Linked DNA regions of Mus musculus: all the other regions are linked to region 1. Evidence: chromatin contacts called from public ChIA-PET, HiChIP or PLAC-seq, Micro-C and promoter capture Hi-C data. All regions are on one chromosome and are shown on one strand. Each heading gives the region's core, a stretch centred on a gene start, on an enhancer-like site or on the middle of the called end of the contact. The rest is flanking DNA. Distances are from core to core; before and after follow the strand shown. Region 1 holds the start of Taf5l (TATA-box binding protein associated factor 5 like). Region 2 holds the start of Spire2 (spire type actin nucleation factor 2). Region 3 overlaps 2310022B05Rik (RIKEN cDNA 2310022B05 gene). Region 4 holds the start of Tcf25 (transcription factor 25 (basic helix-loop-helix)). Region 5 holds the start of Egln1 (egl-9 family hypoxia-inducible factor 1). Region 6 overlaps Capn9 (calpain 9). Region 7 holds the start of 2310022B05Rik (RIKEN cDNA 2310022B05 gene).

Region 1 (3,517 bases), core at 409-2,908:
CCTGCTGTGATCACACTTAGAGAATACAGGAATTCAATAAGGAGAAATCAAAGTGTGTAAATCACTCACAGGATGACAGTCACCATTCATGATTTAAGATCGAAAGAGATGGTTTAGCACAGCTTCAAAACTGTGTTGTGTAACAGGAGTAGCACTATTAAATAAGCAAAAAAGCAAGCAATACAGTACTTGAAGAAAATAATGCTTCTTGAAGTGAAAAAGAAATTAGGTGATGTGGCTGAGGAAACGGCTCAGCAGTAAAGAACACTTGTGACTCCTGTAGAGAGCCCGAGTCCAGTTCCTAGCACCCACAACGATCTGTAAGTCAATTTCCAGGGAATTCTGCATCTTCTCCCCAGGATCCTCATGAATGTCAGACAAAAGGAGCAAAGAGAGAAAGAAACAGAATTCAGGCATTAATTTCAATAAAAATGCTCTTACTTCTACTGTAACAGTAACTCGTCACACACAGCTACAGTAGACAAAAACCATATACAATCTTTAAAATCCCAAGTAACAAAGGAAAGGATACATTAACAACCTACACTTGCTATGAAACCCAGCTAAACCTTTTGAGTTTTTAAAAGTCATAAAGTTTGTTTCCATTATGGTAAACAACTTAGCTTAAACCCTGACAGAACATTCACCACGCTGCTGTGTTGAGGCAAGAGACTGTGCACTTTGGAAAGCTTACTACAGGCCTTCAGAACTGAGAGGCCTCCCTTCCTGTCCTCGCCCTCTGACTACCTCGGGAAGGGTTTAGGGCAGGGTTTTTCCACCTGCGGGTCACACGCCCACAAGATTGCAAACCAGGTATTTATTCACATTATGCTTCCAACAGTAGGAAAATTGCAATTATAATATAGCAACAAAATAACTTCATGGCGGGGGGGGGGGGGGCGTGTCACCACAACATGAACAAAGGGTTGCAGGATTAGGAAGGTTGAGAATCAATGTTCTAGGGGGCTGGAAAGATGACTCCGTGGTTAGGATTACTTACTGCTGTTCCAGAGAACCCAGGTTCGAGTCCCAATATCCCACATCTTGGCTCACAACCACCACTCCAGTTCTAGAGGAACGCCCCTCTTTTATCCTCTGCGGGTGTACATAAAACACCCATACAAATAAAAAGTTTGGTTTTGGTGGTGGTGGTGGTGGTGGTGGTGGTGGTGGTGGTGGTGGTGGAGGAGGAGGAGGAGGAGGAGGTGGTGGTTCTAGTTTATCATGATACCTTCAAATCCTACTACCTGGATCGGGGCTCCCTCGAGTCCGAGCTCCGTGTAGGAGATCGGGGTGCTCTCTAACGTGGGTCTCCCTCAGATCAAGGTTCTCTCAAGTGGAGCTCCTTCAGTTCGGGGTAAAGCAGTTCAGAACCTCAAGCAGGGTTCCATAGCGGGAACTCCCTCGGGCAGAGGCTCCTCCGATCCCGGCTCTCCAGCCGGTTCCCTCCTGTTAGGACTGGTGTCCGCATCCGCCAAACTGGCGCCTCGGCGCAGAGGAAACCCAAACTCTCCAACCGTCCGCTCACCTGGGACCTCCACGGCGGCGAGCCACATGTGAGGGAGGCGCTTCCGGCAGACGTTGACGCCAACGGCTCGGGGCGGGGAGGGGCGTCACGCAGACATCGCTAGAGGAGCGCCGAGCGCGCCCTGGCCGCGGCGGCGTCGCGCGTCCGCGGCCTAGCCCGGCGTGCCCGCTCCGTCAGGCGGTCATGGGGCGGCCACCGAGAACCGCGAGCGCGGGAGGACGTAGGGCGCGGGGACCCGGCTAGCCGGTCGTCGTACGGAGTCCTACGGCGGGCAACCGATACGGAAGCAGCCGGTGCCGGGGCGGCGGCGGGGCAGCGGGAGCCGCCTGGGATGTTCAGTGAGTGCGGGCGGGGCGCGGGACAGGGCGGGGGGGGGGAGGGGACGCGGGGGAGGGGCCTCGGGCGGGAGAGCGCGCGCGCGCGCGCCCGCCCCTGCGCAGTCCCGGCCCTGCTCGCGCGCGCGCGGGTCCGAGCGACCCCGCACGTGGCGGCCCCGGCTGCACGCGCCCGGAGACCCCGCGGCCCCGCCGGGCGCCCTCGCGCGGAGCCAACTGCGAGCTCACGAGGGCGCTCGGCGGAAGTGGGCAGCGGACGGAGGGCTCGCGGCTGCCGCGGGGAGACGCGGCCCCGCGGACCTCGCAGGCGCTGTGGCTCCGGCGTCGAGAGGTGAGTTTTCCCCTTCGCCGGGACCGGCAGGTGGAGGATAGCCTCGGGGCTCTGCCGGGAGTCCCGTCCAGTCCGACCCGCCCTATTAGAAAGTGAAGTAGGAAGGGAGTCTGCCTTTCTCCAGGTTACAGACTTTTTGGCTGTAACCTGGGGCTGAGTGTCACGGATGGAGTTGGTGACCGCAGAGACTTAGAGTTGCAAGCCGTGTAGCAGGCGAGCTTGCTGCCTCGGTTTCTTCTCCTGTAAAATGGGAGGGTAATTTAAGCCCAGACTCTGCTGGTAGTGGTGGCGCACTCCGTAATCCCCACACTCTGTAGGCTGAGGCAGAAAGATTGCTGCGAATTGTTGGCCATCCTGGTGTACGAAGTGAGTTCTGCACCAGTCTAAACCACAGAGTGAGACTTGGTCTAAATACACGTGCATACACACACACATACACATATGAGAGCCTTGTTTTATGAACTATAAAGCGAATATTAAATCAGAAAACCCAAAATGTCAGTTTGTGCCTTCAGTATTTGCCATCAGTAATAAATAAATTTGGTTCGTGTGTTTTGGGACAGTCTTCCAACTGTGAGATTTGTGTGTACTTCTGTCACTGAAGAGAGGCAAAAACCTCTTCTGACTACTTAGTAACTGGTTATTCTTTTTGTTACTCTGTCACAATCTATGAACAACATCTGGGGACAAAAGAAGGGGCTTTGCTTCTTTTCTGACTTGTTTTAGCTTGACCTTGTGTGACGCCAGCGCTGCTCATTGAACACTACTTGAAGTCACGGTTCCAGCCTTCCACGTAGCCAATCAGCATGTTAGCTGATTAACTTGCAGGCTCTCGTTGACATAAGCATCAGTGAGCGGTTGGCCCAGTGCTCCCCTGCAGTCCCGTATGGGATCAGTGGAGCATAGGGTGCAGGCTCAGACACTGTCCACGAGACTGCGTTCCCTCCCATTCAGGAACTGCGTGACTTTGGGCAAGTTGTCTGATAACTACAGGCTTCAGCGTCCCACCTGAAGCGTTTACCTGCCTAATAGAGTAAAAGCAGATAGTCTGTGGGAAGTACTTAAGATGGCGTCTTACTCAGCAGCGGAATGTTAAGTAAACATTAGGTATCAATGGTAGTGTAGGACTGGGATGGTGTTCCAGGCTCTGGGAGTAGAAGGGCAAAGACCAGGAAGCCATTTGAGGAAGAGATAGCCAGACAGAGAGAGCATCAAGGTTTGTTCACACCAGGTGAGCATTTGTAAGGGTGCCTCCTTAGGAGAGGGCTTGGCCAAAGCCTGCTAAAAGGTGAGGGAGCCTCAGTAAAGTGAAAATGGAAGTGG
Region 2 (3,359 bases), core at 66-2,565, 690 kb after region 1:
CCCCCGCAGATGCCTGCCTGAGAGAATTTCTGCAAGCCCACAGCTCTCGGGGTTGGAGGGAGGCCAGCCTTCCCTCAGCAAACACACAGCCTGCCTTTGTGCTCCCAACCGGGTATCAACTTTTGGGGTACTATCACTGTATGCCCCATACTAGAACTACAGTTCTCCAGGGGGAAAGTGAGGCGGAACAGTAGACAGGAGCCTGAACTCAACGCTCTGAATAGACTACAATAATCTTTCAAAAGCTCAATTGTTGGTTCTCACTGTTTAAGTTTTGGTTTTTTTTTTAAATCACAGGTTATACACTCTGCTTACATTTACAATTAAACTCAAAAAATTAGTATTAATTCAGTACAGACTCAGAACAAGGCACATTACTCCTGCTCTCCCTACCCCTAGAAAAAGGCACACATCTCTAAGTAGCCTCAAGGTCTGCAGTGTCGCCAGAGGGGAGTACCAGTTTCACGGGAACACCCACAGGCCCTGCCAGAGCAAGGCCAGAGGACTGCAGACTCCCCCAAACCATCTTAAAGGGAACTGACTAAAGGAGAGGCTTCCGAAATTCAGGACTTGACCGTAAGATACTCCGGCTTTTAACCAAAGCCACTCTCCCCTGGGGAAAGCGTCCCTGGGCGCGAGCAGCCAACCGGCCGCTTCTCATCAAGAACGATGGGCTGTTGGTAGGGTTATCCCAGACTGCGTGTGTGTGTGTGTGTGTGTGTGTGTGTGTGTGTGTGATAGTGGGCTGTTGGTAGGGTTATCCCAGACTGCGTGTGTGTGTGTGTGTGTGTGTGTGTGTGTGATTGTGGGGTTCTCCTAGGTCGAAGGGAAGACAAGGAGTCCCAGATCCAGAGGGCAGGGTGGGGCCTTCCCGGTCCGGTAGAGCGCTATCTGGGCGCTGATGTGAGAAAGGTCGAGGCCCCGTCACTTGGCACCGGGGTGCCCTCAGCGGCCGCCCGCTCGCCCGCCGCGCCGGCCACACCCCCACCCACTCCGGTGCGCCTTACCGGGCTCCAGCCGCGCGCCAACCGAACCGTCCCTACGCAGGAGGATGTCTGCCGTGTCCCGGATGCGCCGCACGCCGCCCGGCTCGCCCCGCAGCCCGCGGCAGCCCTGGAAGCACACCGCCCAGGCCTGCTCCTCGTTGATGGGCTGCTCGTACACCTTCAGCACTTCCTCCAGGGACAGCTCCCACGGCTCGGGCCGCGCCGCGCCCCCCGCGCGTTCGGGAGCTGCTGCGCCGCCGCCGCCCGCCCGGGCCATGGCCGCCCATCATCGCCGCCCGCGCGCGCGGCGGGTCTCCATAACAGCGGGGCGACGCACCGCCGAGCGAGGGGGCGGGTCCCGCGCCGCCCGTGTGCTTTGTCATTCCGGCCCCGCCCCTCGCGGGCAGATGCAGGTGAGGGCGGGGGCTGATGGAGGAGGAGGAGGCTAATGGTCAAAGAGGCGGGGCCGGGCGGGGAGGGAAGGGAAGACCGGTAGGGAGGGGCGAGCCAGGGGGAGGGGCAGAGCTAGGAGGGGCAGCCGGAGAGGGAGGGTGCAGGACAAGAGAGGACTAAGGTTTGTTAGAAACCGGTTGGGGGTGCGAGGAGGAAAAGCTGACTGAAGAGGGGTGGGGTTAAGCATGATGGGGACCTTGCACACGAACACACACACACACACACACAGAGGCACACGTACACGCGCTCCCTTGGCTCTGGCTCTTTAAAGCAGACAGTGCCTGTGATGGTCTTTGTGGAAGGCCTGGACCTTAGGAGGTCGCTATAGTGTGATTGGCTCAAAGATGATGCAAGCCTTCAGGGATGAAGTACTTCATAAATGGTCCTTTTTTTCTGCTCGAAAGGATCAGCTTCAAACCCTTAGTGTCTTAGTGACAAACAATGTGACCGAGCTAACACAACACCTCATTCTCAGAGTGTGTTGCCTTCATTCCAAGGCACATCAAAAGTGTTAACAAGCTAAGCACAGCACACAGCTTTGTTGAAAGTAGTTTCAGCCATCTTTACGACGGTTGAGAAGAACAGAGCGAGAAGACACAGCTGGGAGATAAATGATAACAAGGCAGTTGGTCTCGGGCTTTGCTTTGCGGTAGAACTATCGCCTAGGAAGCACAAGGCTGGGACATAATTGTAAGAGAGAGACTTGGTGTAGGGCTGGCTGACAATCTCCTCTGGATTCTTAGTCTTCAATTGGAAAGAAAGGATACAAATGAATTTTGCCTGAAAGTGTTTATAATCAATATCTGGGCGAGTGTGACATCCTTCAACCAGTTCTCAAGCTTATGAGACACAACAGATTTAAGCGGAACCAAAGGACACTGGAGAAGAGGAAATGAAAGGGAAGGTTCTCTCTGCTCAGGATACATTGTGCAGACAACCTGGAACTCTGGCTCTTCTTCCCTAATCCTCAGAAACTTCAAGGGCTACCTCAGTAGGGAAGGAACAGTAGGAACCTCCCACAAGGAAACTCATTCCTTGCTTATGTTAGGAATGAGAGCCTGTATCCAAGTAGTTTAAGGAAAGTCTGAGTCACACAGTACCAAGTGTGTGCTGACAGCGCCCACTGATGAGGCCAGGGTGTTTCTGGTTGGCCGGCTCATAGAATGGTTTCTGTGTTTCTTTTTCTTTTCTTTTCTTTTCTTTTCTTTCCCCTTTTTTCTCTTTTTTCTTTTCTTCTCTTCTCCTCTTTCTTTCTTTCTTTCTTTCTTTCTTTCTTTTAATGGTTTTAAGGTGTTTATTGTAGAAAGGCAGAGAGAGGGAGAGAGTAGAGAAGTAGAGGCTGGCTATGACCACGTGGAGAGAGGGGAAGGGAAAGCAGAGAAAGGGGGAGCAAGGGAGTAAGAGCAAGAGAATAAGAGGTAAGAGAGCTATTTCTGTAATTCTAATGGGTGGTATCTTAGCCAGGGTTTCTATTCCTGCACAAACATCCTGACCAAGAAGCAAGCTGGGGAGGAAAGGGTTTATTTGACTTCCACTTCCACATTGCTGTTCATCACCAAAGGAAGTCAGGACTGGAACTCACACAAGACAGGAAATAGGAGCGGATGCAGAGGCCATGGAGAGATGTAACTAGCTCAGAACCTGGAATCACAACTCAATTAAGGAGTGAGCCACCCACGCGCTGTGCGGTGACCCGGGAGTGATGGATCACAGCTGGGGATTTACAGTAAGGAAGTGCCTCTCAGGGAGACCCAGTGTGTGGGGGTCCCTGACCCAGAGGGCAGCAAGAGACCAGGCAGAAGTCAGGCAGTGTGTATGTGTGCGGGCATCTCCCAGGCTCCCTCAGTGGTACTGCCTTGCCCCACTTTAGCAGCAGAAGCACCCACAGGAGATGCATCATTCTGGTGTCAGTGAAGTGAA
Region 3 (3,198 bases), core at 370-2,869, 620 kb before region 1:
ACATGTTGGAGAATGTGTGGGGAGGCTGGGCAAGCAAGGATACCCTTGGGACTCCATCCCCAAGGTCCTTCTCCTCCCAAGCTGTCTAGCTTCTGTCTTTGACTTTACTACTGTTTAGCTTCCTGTCTGAGGTCCCAAAGAGGATGGGGGGAGATTATTGATTTCCAGGCTTTGCCCCAGAGGAAGAAGCACCAGTGTGTGCGCAGTGCTCATCCTTCCACACGCCAGGACATCCTCCATCCTCCATCCTCCAGACCAGGCCCTCCCCTACAACTCACATGCTCATCTGAACTTCTCCTTCCTGATCTCGCCTTCAGTGAGCAGGTCACACAACCACCTGGCTGGAGAATGGAGTACCCAATGGCTGTGGCTCATAGGTGTCACTGCCTGTGGAGGACGAAGGGGCTACTTGGTTTAAGCCATGGCCTCCCTTGCACCTCCTCATTGTCAGGTTTTGAGGGGCCCCATAGGCTGCACCCAATCCCATCACAACTCTTACACGGCTGGGGCCCATGTTTCTTCCTCACAAAGTCCTCTTCCTCTGCTTGATGGTTGGCCTCCCTCCTTCCTCCCTTGCCCCACTCTCTTTCCCTCTGAGCTGTCCTAACACTCCCTCCCCCTAGAAACTTAGACCTCGGCTTGTGGCCTTCTGCCCTAGACCCTTCCATGTTTTCCTTGTGTTAGAATATTATGAAGTTCCTTTAGTTCATGCTGCCCCCGGGACACCTTATCCTAGAGGTCTCTCTGAAACCCTCGGCCCTCTCGCTGCATCCCTGTCTCCTTCCTTACCTTGCTGGATTCCACCCACCTTTTCTTGAAGACCTCTACCCCAACTGCAGCTGCTGTATATATCTTATTTCTAGCCCCACCATTTCTGACTGTCCCAGTCACACTCATGTGGGGGCTGCGCTGGGCATGTGGTATGGCATCTCGGAACGTCCATCCATTCGAAAGGAGTAGCCAAGGCAGGGGAAAACGAGCAGGGAAGTTCTCTGCCTAAGTTGTGCTCCCAACACAATACTACCCATTCTCTTGAGGGACTTGTATATGTCTGTGTCCTTGTCACACGCCTGAGGGCTAAGACTCCTGTCCGTAGCATTGACTTCTTCTACATATGCCTCGGCTCCTCCCTGCCTGCCACTTCCTGGGTCTTATGATGACACTGAGTTTTTGCTGCCCTGGAGCCTGACTGGCAGGTGAGTATTTGCCCACCTCGGGGCTTCTAAAGAAGGGGGGGTGTGATTCTGCTCCTACTCTGGACAAGTGCCTTGGATGTGAGGTGGATGGAGTCAAGGCACTGCCCAGCTGTGTCTCAGGCTGCGTGCTGGGGCTGGCTCATTCCTCTAAGGTGTCCCTTTGCTAATTTTGCGATTCTTAAAGCTTTCAAGGCACTCTCCTCCCCCTTCTCCTTGGAGGGCAGGAGAGAGGAACACATGCTTAGCGTATGGCGGGCTGCTGGGGAGTTGTTCAGATTCCGACTGTGTGCCCGCAGCCTTTGTCTTGAGTTTAGCTTTGCCAGCAGCTGCCAAGCCAAACAGTCCTTTTTAGCGGCATGCACTCCCCGCCCCCCTTTGCTGAATATCACACATTCTTCTCCAGTGAGTGGGTCATAAAAATAGACGCTGGGCTCTGTCGTGGTCTTGCTGTTTTTAGAATGGATAGAGCCAGCTGAGTCCCCGGTTCCCCACATGGGCTGACTGACCAGGTTGTAGGGAAGTCAGGAGCCCTGGGCGTGGAGAGCAGGCGGGTACTGCCAGAGGCTGAGCAGATTCTTGTCTTCTTCTTCTGTTTCTGCCTCCAAAATCACAGAAGGCAGTCAGTTGAGCCCCGACTCTCTTCCTGCAGCCCATGCCATGACCATGACCTAGTGGCCTCTGTCCCTCCCAATCATCGTCTATATAGTGTCCTTCAGCAGGGCTGGCTCAGCAGCCTGGGCACTGAAAGCAGGCCATACCTCCTTCCCATTCCTGAAGAAGACATGTTTGGAAAAGCTTGTCCGTGGCACGTATGGTCTTCCTGTTTTCACCTTGGTCTATGTGGGCCCCAGGGGGAAGTGGCCTGGTCTGGCCTTCAAAACCAGTGCTGTCTGGAAAAGTCGGGTGAGCTGCCACGGTGGCTCTTCTGTAATGAGAAAGGAATAGTGAATCTGTTCCTCACGTCATTTCCGTGGAGAGTTTCCCATGGTGCCACATACTTAACACGTGTTCAGTCAACTGAGATTTCTGTACCGTTCTCCCCAAGTCTGTGGTGTGAAGTCAGCTAACTTCTGTGTCAGGAGTTGAGGTGTGGGTGTGGTTGTAGTTAGCCTGAGGCCTTCCACCAGGAGCTGGGTTCTTTCTTACCTTGCTCAGCACCCTGGGGATTTAGTGCCTGTTTCCTCTTCGTGGACCTGTGGGCAGACTGAGCCTGGAATAGGGGAGCTGGGCTATGGGTACACCTCTGGGCACTTCCTCTGGCCCCCAGGGCTGAATCTGTGATGCTTCCCATGGGTTCCATACGCTTTCACAGCGTCTAGGGAGGGGGCTTGGGTCTGCCAAAGCTCTGCCCTCTTCATCTTCTGTGAGCCTGGAATTATCCGGTTGTGTCAGTAGCTGTGAGAGACAGCTGTAGAGTCAGTTTCCAGCAAGCCATGATGGAAACCCCCAGAATGGGGACTTGGGGTCACTCGTGACCTTGTGGAGCCCATTCTTTGGTTCATCAGCTGAACCAACATAGACAGGGACAGGGAACAACTTTTCCCCTCCTCCTGACCAGCTACCAGATAGTATTTGAATACCTTCTCTTCTTTTGGAGGAGCAAGGAGGAGGAGATGGGCTTGTTAGAGGAGACTAGTCACACTTTATGTGCAAAGTTAAGGATCGAGAAAGGGAGGGGGCAGATGGGTTAGGATCTGCTGCCTCCTATCCCTTCCTCCTCCTCCCCTTCCTCCTCCTCCCCTTCCTCCTTTCTCTTCTCCCTCCTCCCCTTCCTCCTCCTCTCCTTTCCTCCTCCTCCTCTTCCTCCTCCTCTCCCTAGTGCCCCCCTTCTTGCTGTTTTTTTTGGGGGGTACAGGGTGTTGCTGTGGCTTGTTGGCCTGGTAACTTCTATGTAGCCCAGATTAGTGTCAAACCTACTTCAATCCTTTTGTCTCCACCTCTTGAGTGCACTGTACCTGCCCTTTCTCTTTTCTTCTCTTTACTTTTTTTTTTTTTTTTTTGA
Region 4 (3,737 bases), core at 477-2,976, 650 kb after region 1:
GGTGGTACATGCCTTTGATCCCAGCACTCAGGAGGCAGAAGTGCGCGAATTTCCGAGTCTGAGACACAGCATCTCTAAGTAGTCTACAGAGTGAGTTCAAGGACAGCCAAGACTACATAGAGAAACCCTGTCTTGAAAAAGAAATGATGATAAGCAAAAGTAAATCTAAGAAAAGTACTAGTGAAGGGAGAAGAAACAGTAGGAATGGGGGTTGCTCTCAGGCTCAAAGTCAGAGGAGGCAGGCGAGTTCTCTGTACCAAGGGAAGACATATTTCACCATCGCCACAGACTACAGGACAGATCCCTTCCTTTCCTTATGGGAGAAATAAACAATCTCTGAACCAAACTTCCAAAATGTCTGTGACATTTCTCACACCAATCAATATCTTTGCTAGGAACTTTTAAACCTGCTAACTGATAAAAAGCTGGGGACAACTGGGGGTAGTGCTGTCTTGGGTGCTGCAACAGTAGGATAGACATGGTTTCATATCTGCGACTTGAGGAAGACCCAGTACTTCCGTGTGTCCCAGCTAGCTGAGACAATTCACTGCAAGACTGAGAGTCTCAGACACATTACATCTTTTTACTCACTCGAAAATGGCCACTGACACCTTACCATATGTGGAAGTTGGAGATACGAGGAAAAGACATATTATCTGCCCACACATGAAGTCAGAATCATAATTTATACACATATGAAACTGCAGACCCAGGTCAGTCTGTCGTAAGGAAAAACACGGGGCTCAGGACTGCTACCCAATTTTCTGCTGCGAGGAATACGATACGATAGGTACAAGTAGCTGGGACACACAGAAGTACTGTGATGAATAAGCCGAAATGTTTGCAGAAGAGAGACCTCCCTCAAGTCGCAGAAATGAAACCAAGCCTACCCTACCATCCCATTGCCCCGGACAGAACAACCCTACTCCTTCAGTGAAGCCTAGACCCAACTGAACCCCACCTCCCACTCGCCATCCACAGTGCCCCTCCCCCTTAGCTGTCTCGGATGTCACGCCCCGCCCACTCTGACGTCACTGCCCCGTCCTGCCCTGCGTCACGTCACGTCTCTGGACACAGCCGCGAGACACGCCCTATGCTGCAGCAAAGTCCTGTCACTCAGCCCCTTGTCGGCACCCCCGTTAGCCTTTAGCAGCCCCTTCGCTCGGCATTTTCTTCCACCTTCCACTCGATCTCGGACGGGGAACACGGCTTCCTCACCCCACCCACCCTGCGGCTGAAGACCCGCCTTCCCCGATGCGGCGCAGTCCCTTCTCTCCGCCCACTCGACTGCAGTCCAGACCCAACTTTGTGCCCCTTCGCATGACGTCATGCCCCCACCATTTCCCCCCCCTCAGGTTGCCCAGCTCCTCACCAGCTCAAACCGGTTGTTGACACGGACTCCTTCCTTCCCTGCACCCCCGGGGCGCCGGCCACCCAGCCCCGGTTTTGGTCCCTCTTCCTCTGCGTCATCGTCATCAAGGAGGACAAACTTCAAGGCGTCGGGCCCTAGGGGTTCCTGGCCGCGCTGTTCCCCCCTCAGTCTCCGGAGGGCCCGGCGCGACATAGGACCCGACAGCCTGATGTGGGCAGAGGGACGAGGAAGAGCAGCAGTGTGGCGGCGCCTGCGCACTTGCGGCGCGCTGGCGCAAGATTGGCGTGTCGCGTTTGCGCGCCGCGGCTCTCCGGAACTTCCTCCCAATTCCCCGTGGAGTCGGGGAAGGTGCAAGGGTGGCCCAGGGAGCTCTCGCGAGAGTCGGGCCCTAGCGGCGGCCGTGGTGCGGTGCTTCGGCTTTGGAGATGGCTGGCTTTCAGAAAGCCGGCTGTGCGGCGGGCAGCAACGCGCAGGCTCAGAGCGCTGCTCCGCACGAACGCGATTCCCGGGGGCGAGCCTGGGGGCGAGCGGGCAGGGGTGGGGCAGGCGAGGAGGCCGTGAGAGCAGGTGCGCACGCCGCAAGGCCCGTGTGCAAAGACCTCTGCTATGACAGGAGCGAGGGACCCAGTCCCCAACCCCTCTCTGCTAGCCTACCCATGCGACTTGTCCGATGTCCCCCACCTCCACGTTGTTACTAGACTGCAAAGGGACAGTTTTCACCTTAATAGAACCAACCTAACTTCTTTCAGACTGGGTAACTCCTCTCCACAACGTGCACCGAGCCGAGTTAGGTGTTAGGGCTTGCTTTTTATTGTCGCGAACGCAACAGGGGTGGTCATGTTACAGGGGTATTGGGTGAGGGGAGAGCTGCCTAGGTGTGGATCCGTGGTGTGAAGTCACGGCAGCCCTACCTATGTGTATTCTAATTCAGGAAGATTTTCACAATAAGGACATAGGGATCCTCGGCACAGATCTTTTCTTTTTCCATGTTCTTTTTGTTTTTGTTTTTTGAGACAGAGTTTCTCTGTGTACCCTTGACTGTCCTGGGACTCGCTTTGCAGACCATGCTGGCCTCTGCCTCCCAGGTGTTGTGACCAAAAGTGTGTGCAACAACAACCGACCTTTTTTTAAAACAAAACAAAAACACCACCTGTCTTAGGGTTTCTATTCCTGGACAAAATATCATGACCAAGAAGCAAGTTGGGGTGGAAAGGGTTTATTCAGCTTACACTACATACACACTGCTGTTCATCACGAAAGGAAGTCAGGACTGGGACTAAGCAGGCCAGGAAGCAGGAGCTGATGCAGAGGCCATGGAGGCTTGCTCAGCTTGTTTTCTTATAGAACCCAAGCCCAGGTATGGCACCACCCACAATGGGCCCTCACCCCTTAGTCACTAATTGAGAAAATGCCTTACAGCTGGATCTCATGGAGGCATTTCCTCAATTGACTCCTTTCACTGTGATAACTCCAGCCTGTGTCAAGTTGACACAAAACTAGCCAGTACACCACCCAAACCAAGATCTTGCCCTGTAACGCTGGCTACCCGTGAAGCTATGGAAATCCTGTTCTGAAGGGCTGGAATTACAGAGCTACTTCATGTCTACGCCCCAATTTTTATACTTTTGGAAAACTTTCCTAGACGAGTCAGGATTGAGTACCTCCAAAGTAAAATGAGCTGGGGTTGGGTTGGACCTTTCCCCAGCTTGAGAGCAGGAGAGGGCTAGGCCAGTCACTGCTCTTACTTGATCTTAGCCAAAAGGCTGAGAAGCAATCAGTCACTTATCTTAAATTCCAGCTTCATTTTGGGAGATAGATCTCCTTTTACAGGTGAAGACGCCTTAATGAGCTAAGTTTCCCAGAGAGAACCCGGTTTTGCATTCATGTGACTCCCAAAGTCCAAACAATGTAGGCGGTTGGCAAGGACAGAGAAGGCAGGCAGGGCAGCAATCCCTTAGTTCCTGCTCTTGTGTGAGCCCCCTGTCCCACTGTCCGTGTGCTCCACTCCACCCTGCCTCCCCCAGGAGTCTTGGTTCGTCCCTGGGTTGGATGCTGAGCCCTCTGCCCACACTATGAAGTATCTTTAGGTACTTCAAAGTTGATGGTTCACAGCTGCTGTCCCAAGGTGCCCATCCCCCCAACCCTCTTCCCTGCGCACTGTTAAAGTTGCAGCTTCTTCCGCATCAGGCTCAATGCTGCCGCCCTGACTGTTCAGGACCAGGCTGGCTTCTGTGCCATCCGTGATCAAGAGCTGTGGCCAGGCTGGGCAGTGGTGGCGCACGCCTTTAATCCCAGCACTTGGGAGGCAGAGGCAGATGGATTTCTGAGTTCGAGGCCAGCCTGGTCTACAGCCAGGGCTATACAG
Region 5 (3,573 bases), core at 843-3,342, 930 kb before region 1:
AGGAGAGAGCTTCCTCTGTTGTCCTCTGACCTCCAGACGCACTGTGGATTGTACATGCCCACATTATGTACACATACACCCTAAACCAATAAGCTGTAATAAAAAAAATTAGAGTCCTTTGACTATGTGGGCAATTTTAATAAGTACAAGCAAGTAAATGTAAAAGAATTGTAACAAATTCCCTGCTTGTTGCTTCCTGCCAAGACAAGTTCCTTTTACAAACAGTTAAAAAAAAAAAAAGTGTATGTACTCTAGCAAAAAAGAGGCCGAAGAACTATCTGATTCTACTTATATCTACTTACTTGTGTGGGGGGGGAGGTTGTGGGGGGAGGTTCCTGGGGATCAAGGTTAGGACTCTAGGCTTCCAGCAAAGAGCTAAATGAGCCACAGGCCCAGCCTGCTTCCTGCATTCAATGTATGCATTTCAGAAAAATATTTTCTTTGGTCCCGGGAAATGAACTGAGGGCTTTGCATACAGCAAGCAAGCACTGTACCCCTGAACTACACCCCCAGATCAAAATGGCTTTGTATTTTTGCACTGGGAAGGAGCTCATGTAGTCAGGGGTGGCCTCTGTGTAAGCAAAGATGAACTCAGTCTCCATCTCCCAAGAGCTGGCACTACAGACGTGTGCTACCACCATGTTCAGCTTCAAGATTATTCTCAAAGTGTATGCGTGTAAATGTTGTCGCTCTTACATTTCGGAGTTGTTTGCTTGCAACTTCATTCAAATGGCAGAGCTAACAATTCCCGTTTCTGTGTTCCCCCTGGCATCCAAACAGCAATTTTAAATTCTCGGCTGTCTGTCCCAATGGCTACACTCAAGTATACGACCGTGTGTGTACATTATGACAAATGTTTGCACCTAGGGAGGTCCTTCTGTTTTGGAGGCTGTATGACCATGTCGAACTCCGTAGCCCTGGCTGTCCCAGAACCCACCACATAGAGCAGGTTGGTCCTCAACCTGTACAGCTCTTGCTTCCCTCTCTGCAGCTCCAAATATACCCGTCATTCTCCTTGCCCCGGCCCCACTAGTTACTTACTACAAATCACACGTGGAACCGACAGTCTCTGGTTTGTTTCTCTGAGCTGTGTGTGCAAGTGCGTTTGATCCTGGAACTCACTTTGTAGCCCAGGCTGGCCCCAATCTCACAATGATCTTCCTGCCTCTGAGTGCCAGCATTAAAGCCGTTTACCACCGTGCCAAGCTCTATGAGGTTTGAAGGTTTCATAAAAACAAAGAAACAGCAACTAGTGTGTTCGTCTCAATTTACAACACTGAAATCAAACAAAATGCAGATAACTGAGTTGGCAAAGAGGGCTCACGCTAATCACCTTACCACTGACCAGAAGAGGTAGGAGAATCTACTTCCGAGGACTACCGGGCTGCGTCTCAAGACAACAAAGAAAGCCCGTAATAATCCTCATAATTCTGCAGACACTATTGGCAGATTCTAATGTGAGACTTTAACTCCCTGTGCAGCTTCGTTCACGGACTATGCTCTTGAGAGCTTCAGGCCTGAATGCGGATCTGGAACCGAGCCCTGATTACCTTACTTAACCCAGAGGTCTCGAACCGGAACCGGGAGAAATCTCAAGAGTTTAAGGACCGCAGAAAAGCAAAAACAAAGCAAAGCCAGAACCAGGCCCGGCGACTGCAGGAGCCGGTCCCGGAGCAGGCTGCCCGGGGGGCCTTTGTTGTGCCCTCCGCGGCCTCCGGGGAGCAGCAGACCGGGAGCGCGCAGCGGCCGTCCCGGAGCTTGGAGCGGCCCAGCGGCCGTCTGAGCTTCCGTTTCCTCCTCCGCGGGACCGAGGTGGCCGAGGCAGCCCCGGAGCGCTGCCGGCGGGCCCGGACAGGCAGGTGGAGCTGCGCGCGCGCAGGCCGGCGACGCGCGCCCCGGGCGGAGCCGCGAGGAGGAGGGGAGGGCGGAGGAAGCGGCGCGCCCGCCCGCTAGGCCCGGCCCGCCGCGTGCGCGCGGCCCCCGCCCTCTCCGCCCGCGCGCCGGGTCGCCGGGGCCGTGGTGTACGTGCAGCGCGCGCGGAGCGAGTGGCGCCCGCAGGCCCGCGCCCTGCCCGCCCGCCCCGACGCAGCCGGCTGGGCCCGCCCGCCCAGGGCGCTGTGCGCCGCGCAGGCCGCGCTCTCTCCGGCGCGATGCGGCGCTAGGCGGCCCCGGGCAAGGCAGGCGAGGCCAGGGCGCGCGCGGCCTCCCGCAGCGGGCGGCGGCCCCGGGCGGGCGCCCCGACGGCCCCGCCGCCGCCCCGCTCCCGGCCCGCGGCCCGCCCTGCCGCGGCCATGGCCAGTGACAGCGGCGGGCCCGGCGTGCTGAGCGCCAGCGAGCGCGACCGGCAGTACTGCGAGCTGTGCGGGAAGATGGAGAACCTGCTGCGCTGCGGCCGCTGCCGCAGCTCCTTCTACTGCTGCAAAGAGCACCAGCGCCAGGACTGGAAGAAGCACAAGCTGGTGTGCCAGGGCGGCGAGGCCCCCCGCGCGCAGCCCGCGCCGGCGCAGCCCCGCGTCGCGCCCCCGCCCGGTGGGGCCCCCGGAGCCGCGCGCGCCGGCGGGGCGGCCCGGCGCGGGGACAGCGCGGCGGCCTCGCGCGTACCGGGCCCGGAGGACGCGGCGCAGGCCCGGAGCGGCCCCGGCCCAGCAGAGCCCGGCTCCGAGGATCCTCCGCTTAGCCGGTCTCCGGGCCCCGAGCGCGCCAGCCTGTGCCCAGCGGGTGGCGGCCCCGGGGAGGCGCTGAGTCCCGGTGGAGGGCTGCGGCCCAACGGGCAGACCAAGCCGTTGCCCGCGTTGAAGCTGGCTCTGGAGTACATCGTGCCGTGCATGAACAAGCACGGCATCTGCGTGGTGGACGACTTCCTGGGCAGGGAGACCGGGCAGCAGATCGGCGATGAGGTGCGCGCCCTGCACGACACCGGCAAGTTCACGGACGGGCAGCTGGTCAGCCAGAAGAGTGACTCTTCCAAGGACATCCGGGGGGACCAGATCACCTGGATCGAGGGCAAAGAGCCCGGCTGCGAAACCATCGGCCTGCTCATGAGCAGCATGGACGACCTGATCCGCCACTGCAGCGGGAAGCTGGGCAACTACAGGATAAACGGCCGAACGAAAGTAAGTGGCTGGGGCTCTTGCGACCGGAGGAGGGTCTGTGAGGACCACCCCCCGCCCCCGCAGACCCGGGGCCCGGCGCTCTGTCTTAGCGTGGCTCCTTTTGTCCTTGTACTGTCTGCCACAGTGCACAGTGCAGAGCCTGCCGGAGCCCTGGTCACTCGTGGGGGTCGTTGGGGTACCAGCTACACCGGGTCTGGGTGATGCATCTTATCTTGCCTGTGTGCCTGAGCTAGTTAAAAGCCCCGCGGTTTTTAGCGCGCACCCGGCTCTGATTGAGAGCCAGACACTGTGTTTAGCTAGGACTCTGTCAGCTGCCCCCAGAAAGGTTCATTTAAAAGCCTGTGGTCGGAAAACTCCCTGTATTCAGGAAAAGCTTGGCGGCCTGCTCCCCTCCCCCGTGTAGCTTTATCTTGCTGGCTGTCCCTACCGTTTTGAAACCCACTACCAAACCAGGAAAGCG
Region 6 (3,291 bases), core at 358-2,857, 600 kb before region 1:
CAGGGATCTGACATTCTCTTCTGACTTCTGAGAGAAACCATATTCACGTGCACCTACACACGGTTAAACATGTATGCAAGCGGTTCAAAATATAATAATTAAAATATATTTAAGGGGGCTGGAGAGATGGCTCAGCGGATAAGAGCACTGACTGCTCTTCCAAAGGTCCTGAGTTCAAATCCCAGCAACCACATGGTGGCTCACAACCATCCATAACAAACAAACAAACAAAAAAAATATATATTTAAAAAGCAAGGTGGATAGTACCTGAGGAATGGATACCTGTGGTTGTCCTCCAACACACACACACACACACACACACACACACACACACACACACACAGTACTGCCATCAGTCTCCCCAAGTAGTACATCAGAATAATTTCCACGTTACCCCATAACACTTTAGACCCTCAGCATCATCAGGCTCTGCTCTCTCATTCTGAGATAAACATTTTCACTAACCTCCCCTTGAATAAAGAAAATAAAGAAAAGCATCATGTGTGTGTGTCTTAATAGCATGATTGGAGCCAGGACTCTGGGTACTGGAACATTGAATGACCAGTTGGGGGGGGGGGCGCGGGGGAGGTGCGGGGGCGGGAGGAGCACACAGCAACCCCAGGCCTGAGCACACAGACACAGATGGTACCGTAGGTTCTTGTAGAGCAATGATTTTATAAGAAGTTCCACAGAATCAGAGAACTCAGCCAATCCCTTTAGATTCTTCTAACTCACTATGGAGAGGGGAGGAGGGTGGTGTGAGGCCGGGAGGAGAGAGAGCAGTGGGCGGGGCAGCCCTCTAAAAAAAAGTTTCGAGGTTCATGATCCAGAAGCTGAGTATCAGAGGGGCAGACGGCATCGGGTCAGAGCAACCTCAGATGTTCATGGTCAGGCTGATGAACTGGAAGTAAAGAGAGATGAGGCTTTAGAAATCCAGCCTAGCAACTGAGGAGTGGCTTCTGTTTGTATTATGTCGCAAGAACTCTTGCTGGTCGGTCATCTTGCACAAATTTGGCCTTCTGACTCAACATGAAACCATTTATTTAAAATTTAAATTAAAACAGATTGCTGGGTGTGTCGCATGTATAATTATTTTATGTATGCATGCATACGTGTATGTGGGTGCAGACCAGGCATTTCTCTCCCCATCTTCTATTTCGAGAAAAAGTCTCTCACTGAACCTGTAGGTACTAATTGTCCATGACCACACTGGCTGGCCAGTGAGCTTCAGAGATCCACCTGCCTCAGCCCCCACACAGCGCTGGAATTGCAGATACATGCCGCCAGACTTGGCTTTTTACACGGGTCGTAGGGTTCAAACGTGGGCCCTTCTGCTTGTGCCCATCTCCCCAGTCAGATAAACCTTGAAAAAGGCTAAGTGCACTTTCAGTAGAGGGCGGATAGGACAAAGGGATAAGATGTGTTTTGTTCCTGTTGAAGGGGAAGCCTCACAGAGACATCTTGGGCAGGGTAGTGTGAGTTTGGTGACCCACCTTTCCAGAGAAAGATGGCCCTCTACCATAGTGGAGCTGAAGGGAAGGGAGGCAGGGTGGTAGCTCAGGCTCCTTGTGAGCAAGCGAGCTGCCAGGCTGCGGAAGCAGCTGGAAGCTTCTCATTTCTCCCTTCCTCTCACCAGGCTTGCTCGTGTTTATGTGGAACGTTGTTTACTCCACACCCTCTTTCTTGGGGCTCACATGAGCAGACACTAGGGCAATGAAGACACCCACAGCTCACAGGATTATAGCGCTAATTATGCTGACTGCCAAAAGGACAAACACCGGCCTCTGCACTGAGTAATTGCCCACGGCGAGTGCTCGCTCGTCCTGCCTGGGGGATCCACTTAGCGTGTTCATACTCTGCTGCGCCCTGGCCGGGGTCTGCTTGGCCATACCTCGTTTATGTTGAGATGGATGAAGTCCTTGTTCTTCACACTGAGAGATTGGAACACCCCTGTTGGGAGGGAGGCAGCGTCACAGTAGAGCCAGACCCCTGGGCAGGTTTAAGGGCTCCTGGACCACTGGGAAATCTGTGGGTAGCTGCTCCCTCTAGTGGAGATCAGATTCCCTGCATGGTGGGGTGGAGACGATCGAAAGGATTCAATTCCTAGCCAGGGTGATCTGAGAAGGGACTGTCTAATTTGAACCTCAGATTCCTACCTCCAGAAGAGATACAGCCAAACCTTGATTAGCAAGGTGGAGGAGGGGCTTTCCCAGAGCGAGAGCGAGAGCGAGAGCGAGAGCGAGAGCGAGAGCGAGAGAGAGAGAGAGAGAGAGAGAGAGAGAGAGAGAGAAAGAGAGAATATGAATGTAGCATGGACCTGCTTGGATGCTAAGTGCCCCAAGCAATAGTGACAACATCCTGTCATCCCACTGGGGACACTTCACTATGAACTGGGCATTCCATGGCTGTGCAGGTGTGTAAAATTTCTAGGTGTGTACTGGGCATCCCATGGCTGTGCAGGTGTGTAAAATGCATGTGCATTATAAAACCACAAGATACTGGGACATGTTCGTTTGCAGCTGAAGGGACAATGGATGGCTGAGCTGCCCTGGATGCATTTGGCCACCCTTGGGGGCTATTTTGGGAGAGAGTGTGTCCATGAATCTCCTGTGTAGAGCACCTGCACACAAGCCTTCCATCTTTCCTGTACAGCAGACCCTGCTTAAACGACTGGGTCTGTGTCTGGGGCTTTCAGGGGAGAACAAGCGAGGGGCAGAGACTTCTCATTTTGGGTTTTGTGAGGGGACTTGACTTTTCCTCAGTAGGAGGTGTGAAACCTGTCCACTCACAGCCCTTCACAGCCTGTAGGTGTGTAACCACAGGACCTTATTCTGTCTCTCAGCTGACCACAGGGCATAGTGTCTGCACAGACATCCACGGTGGCCCTCCATGTCCTAGATCTGCCTTTTTCCCCCCAGGTTGTTTCTTATGTATTCATAGATGGTGACTGGAGACCCTGAGCTGGGCACTCTGTGCTCCCAAGGGTCCAAGGACTCTCTTGGCTCCCTGTACACTCAGGGCTCCCTTGTACACTCAGGACTCACATGCACACTCAGGGCTCCCCTGCACACTCTCAGCTCGCCTGTACACTCAGGGGTCCCATGCGTACTCACGGCTTGCATTCTCCAGCCGCACCAGGCAGTTGAGGTAGTCATCGAAATCCAGCTGGAGGTCCTCATCTGCATACCTGAGGACAATCAGCTGCAGGAGATGGCCACCCAGCTGAAAGCCTGAGGAGACACAGGAGACTCAGGACTTGCCTTGGATGACCCCATGGTGAGCAGACATCTC
Region 7 (3,566 bases), core at 835-3,334, 640 kb before region 1:
AATGCATGATAATCCTCCTGCCTCAGCCTTCCCAAAGTAAGGATCACTGGTATGAACCACCATGCCTATTTTGTGGCTGGCACACACACACACACACACACACACACACACACACACACACACAATTGGAGACAAATTGTTATGTAATGTAGGCTAGCTTTGAACGGACTGAGAATGGATTTGAACATCTGATCCTCTTTCCTCGACCTCACACAAGTACTGGGATCTCATCTGTGAACCATGCTTGGATTTCAGGGCACTAGGGATGGAACTCATCTTTGTGCATGCTACTCAAGCACTTTATAAACTGAGCCACATCCCCAGTACCTGATAACAGTCTTGGTGGTTGTACTGGCTGGCTCTATGTGTCAACTTGACACAAGCTAGAGTCATCAGAGTCAGAGGAGCCCTGTTTGAGGGAATGCCTCCATGAGAACCAGCTATGAGGCATTTTCTCAATTAGTGATCAAGGCGGGGAGAGCCCAGCCCATGGTGGGTGGTGCCATCCCTGGGCTGGTGGTCCTGGGTTCTATAAGAAAGCAAGCTGAGCAAGCCAGGGGAAGCAAGCCAGTAAGCAGCACCCCAACATGGCCTCTGCATCAGCTCCTGCCTCCAAGTTCCTGCCCTGTGGGAGTTCCTATCCTGACTTCCTTTGGTGATGAACAGCGATTGGGAAGTGTAAACTGAATGAACCCTCTACTCCACAACTTGCTTTTTGCTCATGGTGTTTTGTTGTAGCAATGGAAACCATAACTAAGACAGTGGTGATATATTTTATTAGAGCCTGACACATTTGTGACATTCCATTTATATCAGGGAATTCAAGTTATTTCTGCACTTGCCTTTAGTGTTAGACAAGGGCTACTTTAGAGACAACTAAGCCACGGTTGGTATTTAGTTGCTTTTCAGAATAGGACACCATGCTTACCTGAGACCTGTTAGTCTTGTGAAAATCAGGGAGTGGGATGGGGCCACAAACATCCCACAGCCCTGTCTTAAACTTTAATCGTGTGGTCTCAGCAGCAAGCCTGACCCCTTTGGGGATACATCTGCTTCCCTGTGGGAACTTTCCATCCTCTTCAGTTTGTTTGTAGTCAGCAAACCTCCCGGAGTTCTTATGATTTCTGAGATTCCAGGATTAGCTTGGCCATTTTTGGAAGTTTAAGCTTTTGGGTTGTCCCCTCACTTAAACTGATGGAATACAGGCTCCTTACGCTGACCAGCGTCTGCTGCTGACTAGAGTTCTTTAATTCCTGCTTAGGATTTTTTTTTAAAGAGTGATTTTTAAAGACAGAGTCCTGAGATTTAATAGACTGGTGTGTGTGTGTCTGTGTGTGTGTGTGTGTGTGTGTGTGTGTGTGTGTGTGTGTACTGCTGCCTCACAGTGGCAAGCATCAGAAAGCAAGGGCTTTGAGGGTTTGAAGAGGCCTTGGTGTGTAGCTCTTCTGAGAGGGGGTACTTCGCTCACACTGCATGCTTTTAGCAGGGGTCTTTCTTTCTGTGGGGATAATGGTACCATATAACCCAGGTTGGCCTTGAATTTGCCGTGAGTCTCCCGCCTAGGCCAAAACAGTGCTAGTATCCCACGCTGATGCTTCCATGCCAGGCTTAGAAGAAGTTCCACGGGCGGGAATCCAACCTCCTGGTTGACAACTGGTGGGTCAGTGCCCTAGCCTAGCCCCCGGCTCAGTGTGGTGGATCGCCCAGCGAACAGAGCGCAAACCTGAAAAAGCAATGAATGCCTGAGAGCGCAAAGGAGAGAGGATGATTGAAAGCCAGGTTGGGCACGTGCAGGAGGAAGTTTCCTTTGTCATCAGTGCCACGTGGCGCCATGGCGGTCTTCGCCCTGAGTTAACCCCTGTGGTCATCTCCAATCTCGGCGGCGCTTGTATGGGGGACTCTGTAGCAGCCCCAGAGATGCCCTAGGGTCCCGGAAAGCGTCCTATGGAGGAGAAATTGAAGGGCCATAACAGGAGGAGCTCGGGGGCGGGGCTCCAGTGGGGGCGGGGCTCCAGATGGAGGCGGGGCTTCAAGTGCCGACCGGGCTCAGGGACGATTAGTGGTCCCGACCGGTACCAGATGGGGCGTAGGCGGCCCGTACGAAGGGTGTCCCGGGAAGGTCTGGGGGCGGTGCTCAGCCAGGGGCGGAGGAGGAGGGCTCAGCGGGTGGGGTAGGGACGGCGCTCCGGGAGGAGACGGAGGCGGAGCCCCGGGGCGGGGCGCGGGCGGACCGGGAGGCGGCGCTCCGACCGGGACGCGCGGGCCGGGTATGGCGTCGATGGCGGCGGCGATCGCGGCCTCGCGTTCGGCCGTCATGAGCGGGAACCGGCCGCTGGACGACCGGGAGCGGAAGCGCTTCACCTACTTCTCATCGCTGAGCCCCATGGCCAGGAAGATCATGCAGGACAAGGAGAAGATCCGGGAGAAGTACGGGCCCGAGTGGGCGCGGCTGCCGCCCGCGCAGCAGGACGAAATCATCGACCGCTGCCTGGTGGGGCCTCGCGCCCCGGCGGCCGCCGCCGATGCGGGGGACGTGCGGGACCCGGCGCGCTTCCCTGGCCTGCGCGGGCCCACGGGCCAGAAGCTGGTGCGCTTCGGCGACGAGGTGGGTGCGGCGGGACGGGCCACCCAGGGCGGAGTGGCCGGCGAGGGGGAGTTCAGAAATCTCCCGGAGAAGGGACCTTTAAAGACAAAGTGGGAACAGTAGAGAGGAAACCAGCGAGCCTGGATGAGTGTACGACGTACAGCCTCAGTTTTCTGATGTGAAACAGGAAAAATGTCTATAGTTCCTGATCACTCAGTGGCCGGCATGTGTTAAGTATAAGGACCTCAGTGGGGAAGGTGGGACTGCCAGGCACCGCTGCCCTGGGGTACGTCCCTGGTAGACTACAATGGAGAGAGTGTGTTTGGGTTTGACATGTGAGCCCCGGTTCCCACCCAAACACAGAGTAAGTTTAGATGCCTCCAGCAAGCCTGATTATCTAGCCTGGGCTCTAGACACTGGGGGAAGAGAAAATAACTACTTAGAATTGCTCCCGGCTGACCTTGCTCTTGAGGCCCAGGAGTCTGCACTATTCAGAAACCTGGTGGTTTACCAAGAGATGGTTTCCCTGAAGCCCTTTGTGCCACCAGAGTATGGACTTGGTACCTCAGGGACTCAACTTTGTTTTGGAGGACAAAATCGGTAGCAGCTAGAGTTCTGAACGTCCATTTAGGTGGAGGCAGGGAGGAGAAGCTAGGAGAGTTTTGTTGTTGTTGTTGCTGCTGTTGTTTTTCTGTTGGAGAAGTTGTGCCAGGCGGAGGGAATACCAGTTAAGGATGAGATTTCAATCAGGTTTTTTCAGGCCAGGTATCCGTCAGTGTTTGTTACTACAGAACGCTTGTGGTCACGAACCCACTTTCCTGCCAGGGAATTGTGAAGGCAGAGAGCTAGCTATCCGCCAACACTGCCTTCTGCTCCCCATCCCATTTGAAACTCTTGTGGGCTTTGCCAGGAAAAACAAGGGTGTGGTGGGAGATGAAAATATAAGTCTTAAAATATATTCCTGGAGCTGAGGCATTTCATT

Evidence for each region. Promoter capture Hi-C pulls out the DNA fragments that hold promoters and counts their contacts. A called contact is a pair of places that touch in the nucleus more often than the background predicts. ChIA-PET counts read pairs in DNA pulled down with a chosen protein or histone mark. HiChIP or PLAC-seq counts read pairs in DNA pulled down with a chosen protein or histone mark. Capture Hi-C pulls out chosen DNA fragments and counts their contacts.
Region 2: a contact with region 1 is called in a promoter capture Hi-C map of adipose tissue. The contact joins the promoter of Spire2 here to the promoter of Taf5l in region 1. A contact is called at or near these places in 2 of 39 promoter capture datasets (embryonic stem cells and hippocampal neurons) and 1 of 9 other capture datasets (adipose tissue).
Region 3: a promoter capture Hi-C map of hippocampal neurons shows a contact between it and region 1, with 2.4 times the contacts expected there. The contact joins the enhancer-like site here to the promoter of Taf5l in region 1. A contact is called at or near these places in 4 of 39 promoter capture datasets (embryonic stem cells, hippocampal neurons, pre-B cells and 1 more), 1 of 115 datasets of contacts at active chromatin or transcription factors (embryonic stem cells) and 1 of 9 other capture datasets (adipose tissue).
Region 4: an RNA polymerase II ChIA-PET map of memory CD8 T cells shows a contact between it and region 1, with 7 read pairs. The contact joins the promoter of Tcf25 here to the promoter of Taf5l in region 1. A contact is called at or near these places in 2 of 115 datasets of contacts at active chromatin or transcription factors (memory CD8 T cells and stem cell-derived neural progenitor cells).
Region 5: a Micro-C map of embryonic stem cells shows a contact between it and region 1, with 6 times the contacts expected there. The contact joins the promoter of Egln1 here to the promoter of Taf5l in region 1. A contact is called at or near these places in 12 of 39 promoter capture datasets (the C10 cell line, the HPC-7 cell line, cranial neural crest and 8 more), 3 of 484 Hi-C or Micro-C datasets (CD4 T cells and embryonic stem cells), 5 of 115 datasets of contacts at active chromatin or transcription factors (astrocytes, embryonic stem cells, extraembryonic endoderm stem cells and 1 more) and 1 of 9 other capture datasets (pancreatic islet).
Region 6: a contact with region 1 is called in an H3K27ac HiChIP or PLAC-seq map of embryonic stem cells, with 2.4 times the contacts expected there. The contact joins the enhancer-like site here to the promoter of Taf5l in region 1. A contact is called at or near these places in 5 of 39 promoter capture datasets (the 3T3-L1 cell line, 3T3-L1-derived adipocytes, hippocampal neurons and 2 more) and 3 of 115 datasets of contacts at active chromatin or transcription factors (astrocytes, embryonic stem cells and large pre-B cells).
Region 7: a promoter capture Hi-C map of second pharyngeal arch cranial neural crest shows a contact between it and region 1. The contact joins the promoter of 2310022B05Rik here to the promoter of Taf5l in region 1. A contact is called at or near these places in 11 of 39 promoter capture datasets (cranial neural crest, embryonic stem cells, frontonasal cranial neural crest and 6 more), 4 of 115 datasets of contacts at active chromatin or transcription factors (astrocytes, extraembryonic endoderm stem cells, large pre-B cells and 1 more) and 2 of 9 other capture datasets (adipose tissue and liver).

What each region holds. Positions count from the first base shown.
Region 1 is chr8:124,019,538-124,023,054 of GRCm38.p6, reverse strand. It overlaps Taf5l (TATA-box binding protein associated factor 5 like), which reads left to right and starts at 1,658. Exons shown (of 5, transcript NM_133966.3): 1 at 1,658-1,866. Urb2 (URB2 ribosome biogenesis 2 homolog (S. cerevisiae)) reads right to left here and starts at 1,558. Exons shown (of 10, transcript NM_001368414.1): 1 at 1,529-1,558. It overlaps Mir1967 (microRNA 1967), which reads right to left and starts at 414; the gene lies at 333-414.
Region 2 is chr8:123,330,669-123,334,027 of GRCm38.p6, reverse strand. Spire2 (spire type actin nucleation factor 2) reads right to left here and starts at 1,315. Exons shown (of 15, transcript NM_172287.2): 1 at 1,008-1,315. The coding sequence starts at 1,263.
Region 3 is chr8:124,642,467-124,645,664 of GRCm38.p6, reverse strand. The region is part of intron 2 of 2310022B05Rik (RIKEN cDNA 2310022B05 gene); the gene reads left to right. Among named protein-coding and RNA genes, the nearest start is that of 2310022B05Rik, 19 kb to the left of the region's middle. RefSeq lists an enhancer at 1-2,753. Within about 2 kb of position 1,619, at least 166 of the 459 cell types and tissues checked have an H3K27ac peak or open chromatin away from gene starts, as enhancers often do. A contact at or near this core is called in adipose tissue and hippocampal neurons, where this site is marked.
Region 4 is chr8:123,371,700-123,375,436 of GRCm38.p6, reverse strand. It overlaps Tcf25 (transcription factor 25 (basic helix-loop-helix)), which reads right to left and starts at 1,726. Exons shown (of 18, transcript NM_001037878.4): 1 at 1,373-1,726. The coding sequence starts at 1,564.
Region 5 is chr8:124,947,773-124,951,345 of GRCm38.p6, reverse strand. It overlaps Egln1 (egl-9 family hypoxia-inducible factor 1), which reads left to right and starts at 2,092. Exons shown (of 5, transcript NM_053207.2): 1 at 2,092-3,113. The coding sequence starts at 2,292. It overlaps Gm46060 (a long non-coding RNA gene), which reads left to right and starts at 3,121. Exons shown (of 2, transcript XR_001778719.2): 1 at 3,121-3,573.
Region 6 is chr8:124,616,092-124,619,382 of GRCm38.p6, reverse strand. Capn9 (calpain 9) reads right to left here. Exons shown (of 20, transcript NM_023709.4): 18 at 3,114-3,230; 19 at 1,892-1,950; 20 at 652-901. The coding sequence ends at 875. Among named protein-coding and RNA genes, the nearest start is that of Capn9, 42 kb to the right of the region's middle. Within about 2 kb of position 1,607, at least 110 of the 459 cell types and tissues checked have an H3K27ac peak or open chromatin away from gene starts, as enhancers often do. A contact at or near this core is called in hippocampal neurons, where this site is marked.
Region 7 is chr8:124,661,887-124,665,452 of GRCm38.p6, reverse strand. 2310022B05Rik (RIKEN cDNA 2310022B05 gene) reads left to right here and starts at 2,084. Exons shown (of 4, transcript NM_175149.4): 1 at 2,084-2,605. The coding sequence starts at 2,270.